2 separate regions of the Danio rerio genome follow, and region 1 is linked to region 2. Evidence: chromatin contacts called from public Hi-C data. All regions are on one chromosome and are shown on one strand. Each heading gives the region's core, a stretch centred on a gene start, on an enhancer-like site or on the middle of the called end of the contact. The rest is flanking DNA. Distances are from core to core; before and after follow the strand shown. Region 1 holds the start of plpp3 (phospholipid phosphatase 3). Region 2 has its middle 160 kb from the start of plpp3.

Evidence for each region. Hi-C and Micro-C count contacts between places; a contact is called where the count stands out from the background.
Region 1: a Hi-C map of hematopoietic stem cells shows a contact between it and region 2, with 5 times the contacts expected there. The contact joins the promoter of plpp3 here to the enhancer-like site in region 2. A contact is called at or near these places in 5 of 18 Hi-C or Micro-C datasets (caudal fin, embryo, hematopoietic stem cells and 1 more) and 3 of 4 datasets of contacts at active chromatin or transcription factors (caudal fin, embryo and gastrula embryo).

What each region holds. Positions count from the first base shown.
Region 1 is chr20:8,211,587-8,217,451 of GRCz12tu, reverse strand. plpp3 (phospholipid phosphatase 3) reads left to right here and starts at 2,582. Exons shown (of 6, transcript XM_003200678.7): 1 at 2,582-3,091. The coding sequence starts at 2,956.
Region 2 is chr20:8,056,163-8,061,635 of GRCz12tu, reverse strand. No RefSeq gene overlaps it. Among named protein-coding and RNA genes, the nearest start is that of plpp3, 160 kb to the left of the region's middle. Within about 2 kb of position 2,690, at least 3 of the 62 cell types and tissues checked have an H3K27ac peak or open chromatin away from gene starts, as enhancers often do.

The DNA.
Region 1 (5,865 bases), core at 1,333-3,832, 160 kb before region 2:
GTATTACATTTCTATCTTTAAAGATGTTCAGTGACTAAAATGTTATTTTGTAATTAGGAAATCTGCTTTGTTAAAATGCGCCAAAATGTATTACAGGCCCTAGGGGGTTCAGGTGGTTCAAAAGACCCAACCGCCACTGACAAAGGTCCAGAATTTGTCCCAAACATGAGCACATTTGTTCTAATTGACTGCTATGCCATAATTAATTTATGATAATAGCCCATCGAAGAAGGCAAAGTTATATGTGCTGACTAGTTTTTTATTCATCTAATAAATTACAATAGGCAACATTTTTTTTTTATTATTATTTAAAACGTTAACAGATTCCTATTTTTGAGACATCAAAAACTGTGGTTATGGTAACCATCTGACAGGCTAATCAAGCAGAAAATGGTGCTTAAATGTAAAAAAATGAATTATATATTAATTATAAAAAATTTATCGAAAATAAAGCAAATAACTATAAAAAGGTCAATCTTTTGAAAAAAAAGAACCACACTTTTCGCCAGGCTGAGAACGGGCCTGCCATAGGCATGGGGCGATAACCGTTTTCAAGGTATACATTGGTTTGGAAAAGTCAAGGTCTTAAAACCGTCAAAATTTGCTGCTATACCATTCCTAATTAGTAAGATATTTTATTGACTTTTTAGGAAAACAGTATCTCTAGCCGAAAAAATCCAATGATGTTGTTTTAAATTAATTTATTTAAATCTGTGTTTTTGAAACTAATGGAGACAGCAGAAAGCCAATGATTCATTTTAATAATTTAGCCTGACATGTTTACTGCTCTAGAATGTTATAAATGTTTCTTATAATAAAATAAATTGTTTTCAAAGGCAAAACATTTTTAGATTTTTACCCAAACATTTTAAAAGAACATAGGCTATTTTAGAGCCGTAATCACAATACCGTGAAACTGTGATTTTTTTTATCCAGGGTTATCATACCGTCAGAATCTTATACCGGCCAATGCTTAGCCTGCTATATTCACTGAGAAATTGATAAAAATATTCATTTTTCAAAATGAGGTGTACTCATTAATGCTGAGCACTGTGTATTACGATCATGTAAGCACTAGGTGGCAGTGTTTCATCAGTGCTGAGTTGTAGTCAAACAGTTGGCTCTAATTCATCATCATTTCTTTTAGGCAGGACTTGACAGATTTTTTATATGCTCAATATACATCTACCTCCATAATTTTATGGTTAGTACAAATTTAAGGTCGCAGGAAAATTATGGAGGGGGGGGGGGGAATTCAACTGATTGTTGTGCTCCACAGGTGTCTTATTGTCTCTGACATATTGTATTGTTTTCAGATCACTGACAGAGCCACTGTTGGCCATTTGCCTCTTTGTTCTGTGGTTAGTCAAATGGTAATTTTATCTTTCTTGTGGGATCGTTGTCTTACGATAAAAGATGAACTTCTACAATTGAGTTCCAGTTTTAAACATTGGTTCTTGTGCAGAATTGTACTGTTCTTTACATGTGACCTTAATTTACATTTAATTGACTTTCTGTTAATTTATTTAGCATACACTTTGCAAGCTTATGAATAAAGTATTCTACATATAAGAATAAACAGTTTATAATTTAAATACAAAGTTTTGAGTTGAAAAGCTAGAATGAAAGAATTAAGCAAGCGTGAAAACATCTGTCAGATGTAGTATAGTGCGGGAGTTTATTATTATTATTATTATTATTAGTAGTAGTAGTAGTATTATTAGTATTATTATAATAAATTTATTTTTAAAACTATTATTACATATTATAAAATATACTAATATTTATTTATTTTGAAATTTTGAAACTTTGAAATTTTAAAATTTCAAAATATTGTTTTTAAAATTTTAAAAACAATATTTTATTTATGTATAACAACAACATAATAATAATAATAATAATAATAATTATTATTATTATTATTATTATTATTATTATTATTATTATCATCATCATCATCATCATCATCATTCTTCTTCTTCTTTTTCTTCTTCTTCTTCTTCTTCTTCTTCTTCTTCTTATTATTATTATTAATGTATATTTTCTATTATTATTATTATTATTATTATTTTATTAGTATTACAATTTTATTTATTTATTATTATTATTATTATTATTATTATTATTATTATTATTATTATTATTATTGTTGTTGTTGTTGTTTTTACAAACAAAATCACAGATTGAAAGATTGATTTACTTCAGTCATAAATAGTGCTGATTTTTTTTCTGCATTTATTATGAATAAATTAATGAAACATGGAAATTAAAGGAAATTATATTTTTTTAATCTAAACCCACATCCTATCTGCTCCATCCATAGACTGTAAAAGATCCATCCAACCCATGTCCGAAGGTCTGGCTAGAGTGCGTTTCCAGCAGTGTCCGCTGGAGTCAGTGTCCGCCCGTATCTGAGTGCGACTCGAGACCGCGTTTACTCCAGCGCTCTTCTCCACTTTCATTCAGCGTGACTCTTTCGGGATAACGTTAGCAGAAGTGGGGAAGGGGCTGAACGCTCGCTGAAGGGAAGGAGGTGGAGACCGAAGGAGGATTCATAAACAGGAGTTGATCTCCTAGTTTTAAAACGCCTCTCTCAATTCAGACCTTCAAGTAGCGTAGCGACAGAACTAAACCACAACTCACTGACCGCCGCATCATTCAGAGAAAGCGAAGAAGAAAAGCCGCTTCTCAAAAAACACCGCGCGCTTTACCAGACGACAAAAGTTGAGTGGACTTGATTGCACGGGACATCTCAGTGTTTTCATTAACTTCCCAGGACGTCTTCCCACTTGTTGTTGTTTTTTTTTTTCTTTATTTTGTTTGTTTGTTTTTTCTTTTTTTTCGGAAACTTCTTTAAACTTTATATACGACACGTCCTTTGCTGACAAGACCACTGTGCAAAACAAATATCTGGGATTTTTTTTAGGAAAAAGACATCAGAAGGAACTCTAACAAATGCAAAACTATATGTATGAGAAGGCGATGGCACCCGAAACTAGAAACGGAGGAACGTCCACGTTAAATAACAACGGCGTAAACAACAGCAAGAGGAAACTTTTAATAGCACTAGACATCTTCTGTCTTGTCCTGGGTGAGTGTCCCCCACACACACACACACACACGTTTACAAGAATTGGGAAAACCATGCAGTCTGTCTAAAACTATTGGATCACATTATGCACATTTGGAAACAGAAGTTTGCAAACGTTTAATTATGCAAAAGTGGTTTATTTGTACTATCATTTATAATTTAGTATTTTAATGAGTAATATACAGTGCATTAAACCTAACCCCACTGAGATCCAAATATGTAGTTGTTTAAAAATAAAAATGAGCGAAGTGTCAAGATACAGTGAAAAGTTTATTTGTGTAATGTGTAAACATTTCCGTATCTTTTGCTTTGAGTGAAGGTTGACATTTAAAGGTGAACTGGTTTAACAGTTTATTTATTGAAATATTTGAAAGCTGAATCACAAGAACTTCTACTGATTCAGATGGAGATGCAAATGTGACTTTTTTGCATTTTTATCCTAGTCAGCAGAAGAATATAGTATAATATAATTTATAATACCAACAATTTCATCTCATATTGAATATCAGCAGCTGCACATTGCATGTTTTGTTTTCAGTTTGTGAGAAGCCTGATGCACCAACAACGACATTCTGATTTCAATGAACTTTTGGTATTGGACAAAATAATGCAAAGTGTGACTTTTCATGAAAGGTAATCTTAGTAAAAGAATCTCATTTTTGCAGACTGAATATTTTTTCTCAGTTTAACACTGAAGTCATACTGGATGTCCTATAAAAGCCTGATGCAGCACCAAGTGTGATACTCTGAATTCAATGTACCACTGTTTATTGAGATAACAATGTAAATTGTGACTTTTTTGCACTGTTATCTGAGTAAACGAAATAATAGCTGTTGTATAATATTAACACTTTCATCTTACATTTTGGCCATATGAATATCAGCAGCTGCACCACTTTGCATGTTTTGTTTTCAGTTTGTGAGTTAATCATACTATATGCAGAAGCCTGATGCACCAAAAATGACATTCTGAATTCAATTAATGTTTGTTTATTGAAATAATAATGCAAAGTGTGACTTTTTATGCATTTTTAATCTTAGTTTAAGAATCTCTTATTACCAAATTGGATAACTTTGCTCAGTTTAAAACTGATATCATACTGGATGTCCCATAAAAAGCCTGATGCGGCACCAAGTGTGATACTCTGAATTAAATGAATGTTTGTTTATTGGAATAATAATGCTAAGTGTGACTTTTTATGCAAGGTTAATCTTAGTGGAAGAATCTCATTTTACCAAATTTGATATTTTTCCTCGGTTTAAAATTGTATGTGCCTTAAAACCCTGATGCGGCACCAAGTGTGATACTCAGAATTAAATGAACCACTGTTTTTTGAGATAACAATGCAAATTGTGACTCTTTTTTTTGCATTGTTATCTGAGTCAGCAGAGGAATAACCGTTAAATACTCTTATCACAGGCAGGAGGATGGTCCGAGTTGGCACTGATGTAAACCACTTGTTGTTTTCTTTTTCTTTTCTCTTTTTCCGTTGGATGTCAGAAACCATATTTGGATTGTTTTAATGAAATCTCCCTCACTCATCAGCTGAATGAGGGAGTTATACCCTATTGACATCTTTTGAAGGTATGAACGTGCTTATTATGGTTAACCGATCACTTACATGTAACAGTATCATGATCTGTAGTCAAAACTCGTTCGGTAAACATGACTTTATGTTCACTGCCTTTTATAGTTGGGATAGTGATGCAACTTTTTTAGGCAGACCATCAGCACCATGTGTAATAGATTTGGCCGATCTGAAGAGTTTATTATGACAGAGTTTGTTTAGATTTGAAGTTCAGGACAGTCAATTGACCGTGACACACTTGCATTACAGAGGATATACGGCGATATCTGTAAATCGCTCTCAGATGTTTGTATTTGCTTTCTTATTAACCCTATAAAACCTGATGCATTATATTTGATTAAAAAATGGAACTTCCAAAATATCAGAATATTCAAAACATGCTGGGTGACATGTTGCACACAATCTGCGTTTATATTTAATAAGAAACATGCACTTTCTGGATGAGATAGGTGGATGGATGGATGGATGGATGGATGGATGGATGGACGGACGGACTGACAGACAGACATACATAGACAGACAGACAGATAGATAGACAGATAGACAGATAGACAGATAGATAGATAGATAGATAGATAGATAGATAGATAGATAGATAGATAGATAGATAGATAGATAGATAGATTTAATCTTACTTCTTGACCTTGTAAATGTCAAAAAACTTCAATAAACTCTGTAAACTCAGTTTATGAGTTAATACAATACTAAGTGCTCCATGAAAGCCTGATGTACCAAATATGTGACCCTGCACCACAACACTGATCGTAAGTGTCAATTTTCTGAAACTAACATTTATATACATCACCTGAAAGCTGAATAAATTACATTTGCATTGATATGCATTATAATTTGGCAGGCTATGACCAAACTAATTTGGCTGAGATATGACTAAAAAAATGGAATCTGAGGGTTTAAAGTAGGGCTGTGTTATAACATGATATTTGGTCGCGGATGAAAATTACTGCACGATCCACTTTTTCAGAAAAATCGTTGTATCACCATAAATAAAATGTTCTTAAACATACATGGTAAGAGTATATTTTTATATGGCGACATTAGTTTGGTTATATTGTACCTTTGTAATTTGCAAAATATTCTTACAAACCAACTTTAAAAAGAATCAGGATAAAAATTGTGAATCGTGATTTCCCAAAAAAAAAAACGTGATATGATATTTTTTTCCAT
Region 2 (5,473 bases), core at 1,441-3,940:
GTAAAGTAAAATTTAAGTTATCTCGCGGCCCACCTGCAGGATCGTTGAGGCCCACTAGTGTTGAGAATCCCTGATTTAGAGGGAAGTCCCAAAACATTTGGTAATGTAATGTTTATTGCTTTATTTTCACAAAACAAGTTTATTAACCATTCATATTAATTACATTTATCATTGAAGCAGTAAGTTAATTTGAAAACTGGATTACTTTTAACTGAAGAATTACACAGCTGTGAATTAGGTAACTGGAAAAAAGATTTGAATCAAAAGTAGTTAATTCACATGTAGCAGCAAATATTACTACTTATTTTGGAATGTGGCACTTCCATTAAATGGACGACTTTTATATTGTTTGCTCCCCCTTCTTCATATGCATTTACTGTAAGGACTTGTGGGCAGATTTGGTTTATTTAAAATTTAAAATAATCTGGTGTGATTATGCTGTTAGCTCCTTTTGCGCATGTTGGTTCATTTGAATAAGAACATCTGAGCCCTGAATTGCAACAAGTGGACAGAGAGAGACCCAACCCAGGCTCATTCTAAAAATGTACCGTAATATACATTTCTGGAGATCGCAAAATACATCCCAGGAGTTTTTTTTTTTTTTTTTTTTTTTGCAATTTTTGTTTTTGCAAACCCACCAGAGGTCGATGTGTATGCTTTTTCAGATCTCAAATTTCTCTTGCAAGTGCCATTCACACCTGCTGTTTTCACGTCAATCCACCAGAGGTTGCTGTCGACTGAATGACTGACTGACTGACCGATCGACTGACACACCCTCCTCTTTCCCCAAACCCAACCAATAGTGTTTTCAATAACACCAATTGACCCACCCACTCCCCTAAATTAACCGACGGCAATCCAGAAAATGCAAAACCCTCACTTGATTTTTACCACATTTTCAGATTTTACCACATTCTCACTCTGTTATTTACTTGTTTACTTTATTTTTGGAATTCTGTTTTTGTTTTACCTGCTTTCTGGAACCGTGCTTCGCCAGACTCAAACCCCGTCATCGTGGTCAACTCCTCTCTGCATCTCATATCTGCCAACATACATGGCGAGCTAACTGGACAAACTGGTAATGGCAGGAAAGCCGTCCAAACAGAGGTAAGTGGTTAGCTGGTAAGCCCGAAAAGTAATGACATCATACCGCCTTGTCATTCTAGCTGCATAATTTGCGATCTTCAGAAATGTATATAGGGCTACATTTTCAGAATGAGCCCATGTTGGAGAGATCTCTGAAAGATGTCCCCTTCCATATAAACTCTGCTGTGAGTTGACTGAAATATGAAAGCAATACAGACCAAATACATCTAAGTGAATGAAAAACGACGCGCACCACAAGATGAGACCATAAATCCTTCAGAAAGCTCAACCATATCTGTGTTTCCTCATCATAGTCGTAATGTTGCCCATTATAGTTCAGTGGGAGTCAGAAGCATGTCTCCAAGAAGCAGACATCCATTTGTGTTTGACTAAAGGCTGATTTATACTTCTGCGTCAAATGTCAGCGTATGCCACGGCGCTGACGCATAGCCCTTCGCTCAAAAAATGTAAACCACACGTCGCAACGACGTGTAGCGCAAGCTCTGTGATTGGTCGGCTTGGTAGCACTGACGTCTGGGCAGGACTGAGAGCCACTTAAATGGTGTAAGCTTGATGGAGGGATTGTTTACAAGTGTGGAGTTCCGTGAAGGAGCTCCGGATGGAAAGTTTTGTTTTGTGTTTACCTCATAGTTAAGGTTGTTGCATTTTTGCCAGTTTCTGCCTCAAAATGAGTGAGTTTGAGTCACTTGTACATCCCGGAAGTGTTCAGGAAAAGCAAACCAGCAGCGAAGAAACTCGACACAGAGGAACATTAACAGCTCACTGCCAACTAGCATTTCAGAAGTGTTAATGCAGACCAAACAGAGACAGCGCGCAGAAGTATAAATGCACAGCTAGTGGGTTACGCCGGTCACTTGATGCAGAAGTATAAACCAGGCTTAACACTTTTAAGGCTCCTTTTTTACATGTCATGCTCGTATTATTTTAAAAGTGACAGTGTCTGTGCTGAGTGAATTAAACAGTACTAAAAATAATAAAATAAACAAATAATAAAGAAAACCAAACTACAGGTGTGAACCAGGCCCGGATTGTCTAATCGGGAGGACTGGGAGAATTCCCGGTGGTCCGGTTAGTTTTTTGGCCGCAAGGGTCGGTGTCCCTGCTCTCATCAGTCTCGCTTTTTTCATTTATTTATTCATTTGATTTATTTTGACCATAGCCTCACTCTTTTTATTTTTATTTCATTGTGGTCGCCGACTCGAGTTCAAACCTTTTTCATTTTTTTAGGTGTTAAGGCATATAATACTATTTGGGTTACTTATATGGGTGTACATATTTTATTTTTATTTTGTTTTTGTGACCACCATTACAAAGGACTGGATATCTATAAAAAAAATTGCACTTAATATATATTCAGACATTGCAGGAAAGGACATTGTGTTGTTTTAAAGAATAGTGTTGGTGATTTAGCTACCCTTTAATGTTCTCATATTAACGAAAAAAATATGAAGTTTTAAAGCAGATGTGTCCTCAAAAAAACATAAGTGTCATTAGAAACACTAATTGGAAATCATGTTATTTTAATTTAGTCAGTCGTGAACTGAGTTGGGCCGGTCTAAGGCTTGAAACTCCGGGGTGAACAGAAGTCACACTCTGGCCCTGGTGTGAACAAATACCTTTTGGAAAGAAGCAGGATAGACATTTTGCTAAAAATCTTGTTTTCTTTTTCTTCTGAGCTTCACTGAACAACAGCGAAAAAAAATCATCTGGAACAGGACAAAGGTAAATGATGTCAGTTTTCAGTTTGGTGTGAACTGCTTTTTTAGTTTGGTTTTCATTATCCAGATTGCACTGATCTTAAGTTGCGTATTCATGCAGAATTTGTGTTTACAGCCACACAGTTCGATTTTTTCATTTCTTTGTGGCTATTATTATATATATGAAAAAAGCCTTTCGTAGAAGCTTGTGAACTTCCCCTAGTGTCATAAACTGATGAAGAGAAGAAAGAAAACAAACACACACACACACATACACTGTGCATGTAACCAAATTCACATGCTGCATATGGTCTGCATTTGTGTCTTTGGCATCAGTTGTAAACTCCCCAGAAACATCATTGTTCAAAGACAACATACTGGAACTCTCAAGCGAAGATTTTAAAACTAATTAAAGCTTGTATTTTTCTTTTTCTCTACCGGGCTCACTGAGAAACAAAACAAAAACAACTTCTAAGTCAAAACAGCTTCAGGTCAGATTACAGCTTTTGTTGTCTTCTCATAAACATCAGTTTCTCATGCATTCAAAGTAAGCAAACATTTAGATCCCACATCATGCTTTTATTATTTTCTTTTTTCACCAGTTGACAGTTGAACGAAATGACCTTGTTTTTAGGGATGGACGATTAATAGTATTAGAAGGGAAGCACAAACTCTCGGTATCATTGAGTTCATAAAGAATATTTGCAATGGGATGCTCCGCCATGTGGCTGCTCTGGGTACTGCATTTGGGGTTTTAATTTGGACAATATGATATTCATTACTATGAGATATTGTATTTGTCAGACATGAGGGAAATGTTTGACCTTAAGATCTTGATATTCTTTCCAGTTTTTCTGTTTTCATAATCAGATGGTGTTACTGATTACTGGCTCACTATACAGAGGAAACTGCATGGTTTATTACATGTGGAATTTCATAATTTTAGATTTAAAATAGAGACCATAATATCTGAAAGGAATTCTCGTAGCAAGCTGTCAAACTACTGCATGGGCCAGTTATTAAAATCAACTTTATCTTCAATCTTTACACATTATAACAACGTTTTAAAGAGTAAAACTAATGATACATAGTGTAGGTAAATACACAAAATGTGTTTACAGGAGTGGTTGGTGAGACTTTAGTATGATGAACATCCATTCAGAACATTCAACTTTGGCCTCTATAAACTCCTAATTTAATGCGCTTTTTAATAGTAAAACACAATAATGGATTTAAATAGGATAAAAAGTTCTAGAAAACTTATACAGTAGGTATAAAACAGCAATAAAGGGGAAGTTCACCTAAAAACAAATGTCCTAACTTTATGTACTCACCCTTTCAAACAAATACACCCATGGACTATTTTTTTTGCCTACAATCGATGTCAATGGTAACTTTTTTTGACCTTTCTTCAAAATATCTTCTTTTGTGTTTAACAAAAGAAAGAAACTCATAATGGTTTAAAATTTGTAAATTTTGAGATAGGGTGCACTCACACTATGCTATCTGCAGGGCCGTACTAACATAATGGGTTAGGTGGGGCTGAAGCCCCAGGGCCCACGAAAGAAGGGGGCCCTTGATTGGCTGAAGAATTAGTTTGCGCTATGATGCAGGAAACGCCTCTTTGCGTTACGCTTTTGCTCATCGATAATGTGAAGTAATCCTTTTGGTTTGCTACTGTTCAAAAACAGTGACGCTGGTGCTAAACTGGGGCTTAGAGTGGCTGTAGTCCAATAAGAATATTGAATAGCCCTGTTTTACTCACCCATAAAGGCTGATTTATACTTCTGCGTCAAGTGCATACTTATGCTCTGGTGCAGCCTATGTGTTGACACATATCCCTACTCCGTGGCTGCCGGCATTTCTGACGCACACTTCTCAAAAAATGTAACTACACATTGCAACGACCCATAGCACAAGCTCTGTGATTGGTCGGCTTGGTAGCACTGATGACTCTCACTGCGAGCCCGATGGATCAATTGTTTACAAGTGTGGAGCCCCGTGAAGGAGCTGCGGATAGAAAGTTTTGTTTTGTGTTTACCTTATGGTTAAAGTTGTTGCATACCCGCCAGTTCCTGCCTCAAAATGAGTGAGTTTGAGCCACTTGTACATTAAGGAAGCGTTCAGAAAAAGCAAAACACCAGCGAAGAAACTTAACACAGAGGAACATAAACACCTCACTGCTATCATTTCGGAAGTGTTATTGCAGAGCAACAGAAACAACATGCAGAAGTATTAACAGCTATGCGTGTTGCATGTGCCGTGGGTCACACCGATCACTTGACGCAGAAGTATAAACCAGGCTTAAGGGTGATCAGATATCCCAATTTTCCTAGGACAGTCCCTTTCTTCAGGACTACGTTAGGTTACGTTACTTTGTAGCACTACTACAAAGGTAGGCTATCGAAGCTTGTTGTAGAGCAATAAATAGAATTCAAACAGTCTTCATCACTGTACAGGTAGTAACAGAAGCTAGGACAGGCGGAATCATACTGATTGGACTCAGTCTGAGTGACCACATGATCTTCCATCACACAAAATAACTGAGTCATTGCTTGAACAAATCAGCGCCTACACACATGCAGTTATTAAAACAAAAAATTACAAAGCACTAATATAGAAAGTGTTGCAAATGTTTTTTTTTTTTTTTTTTGGTTTTGCTGTTTTTG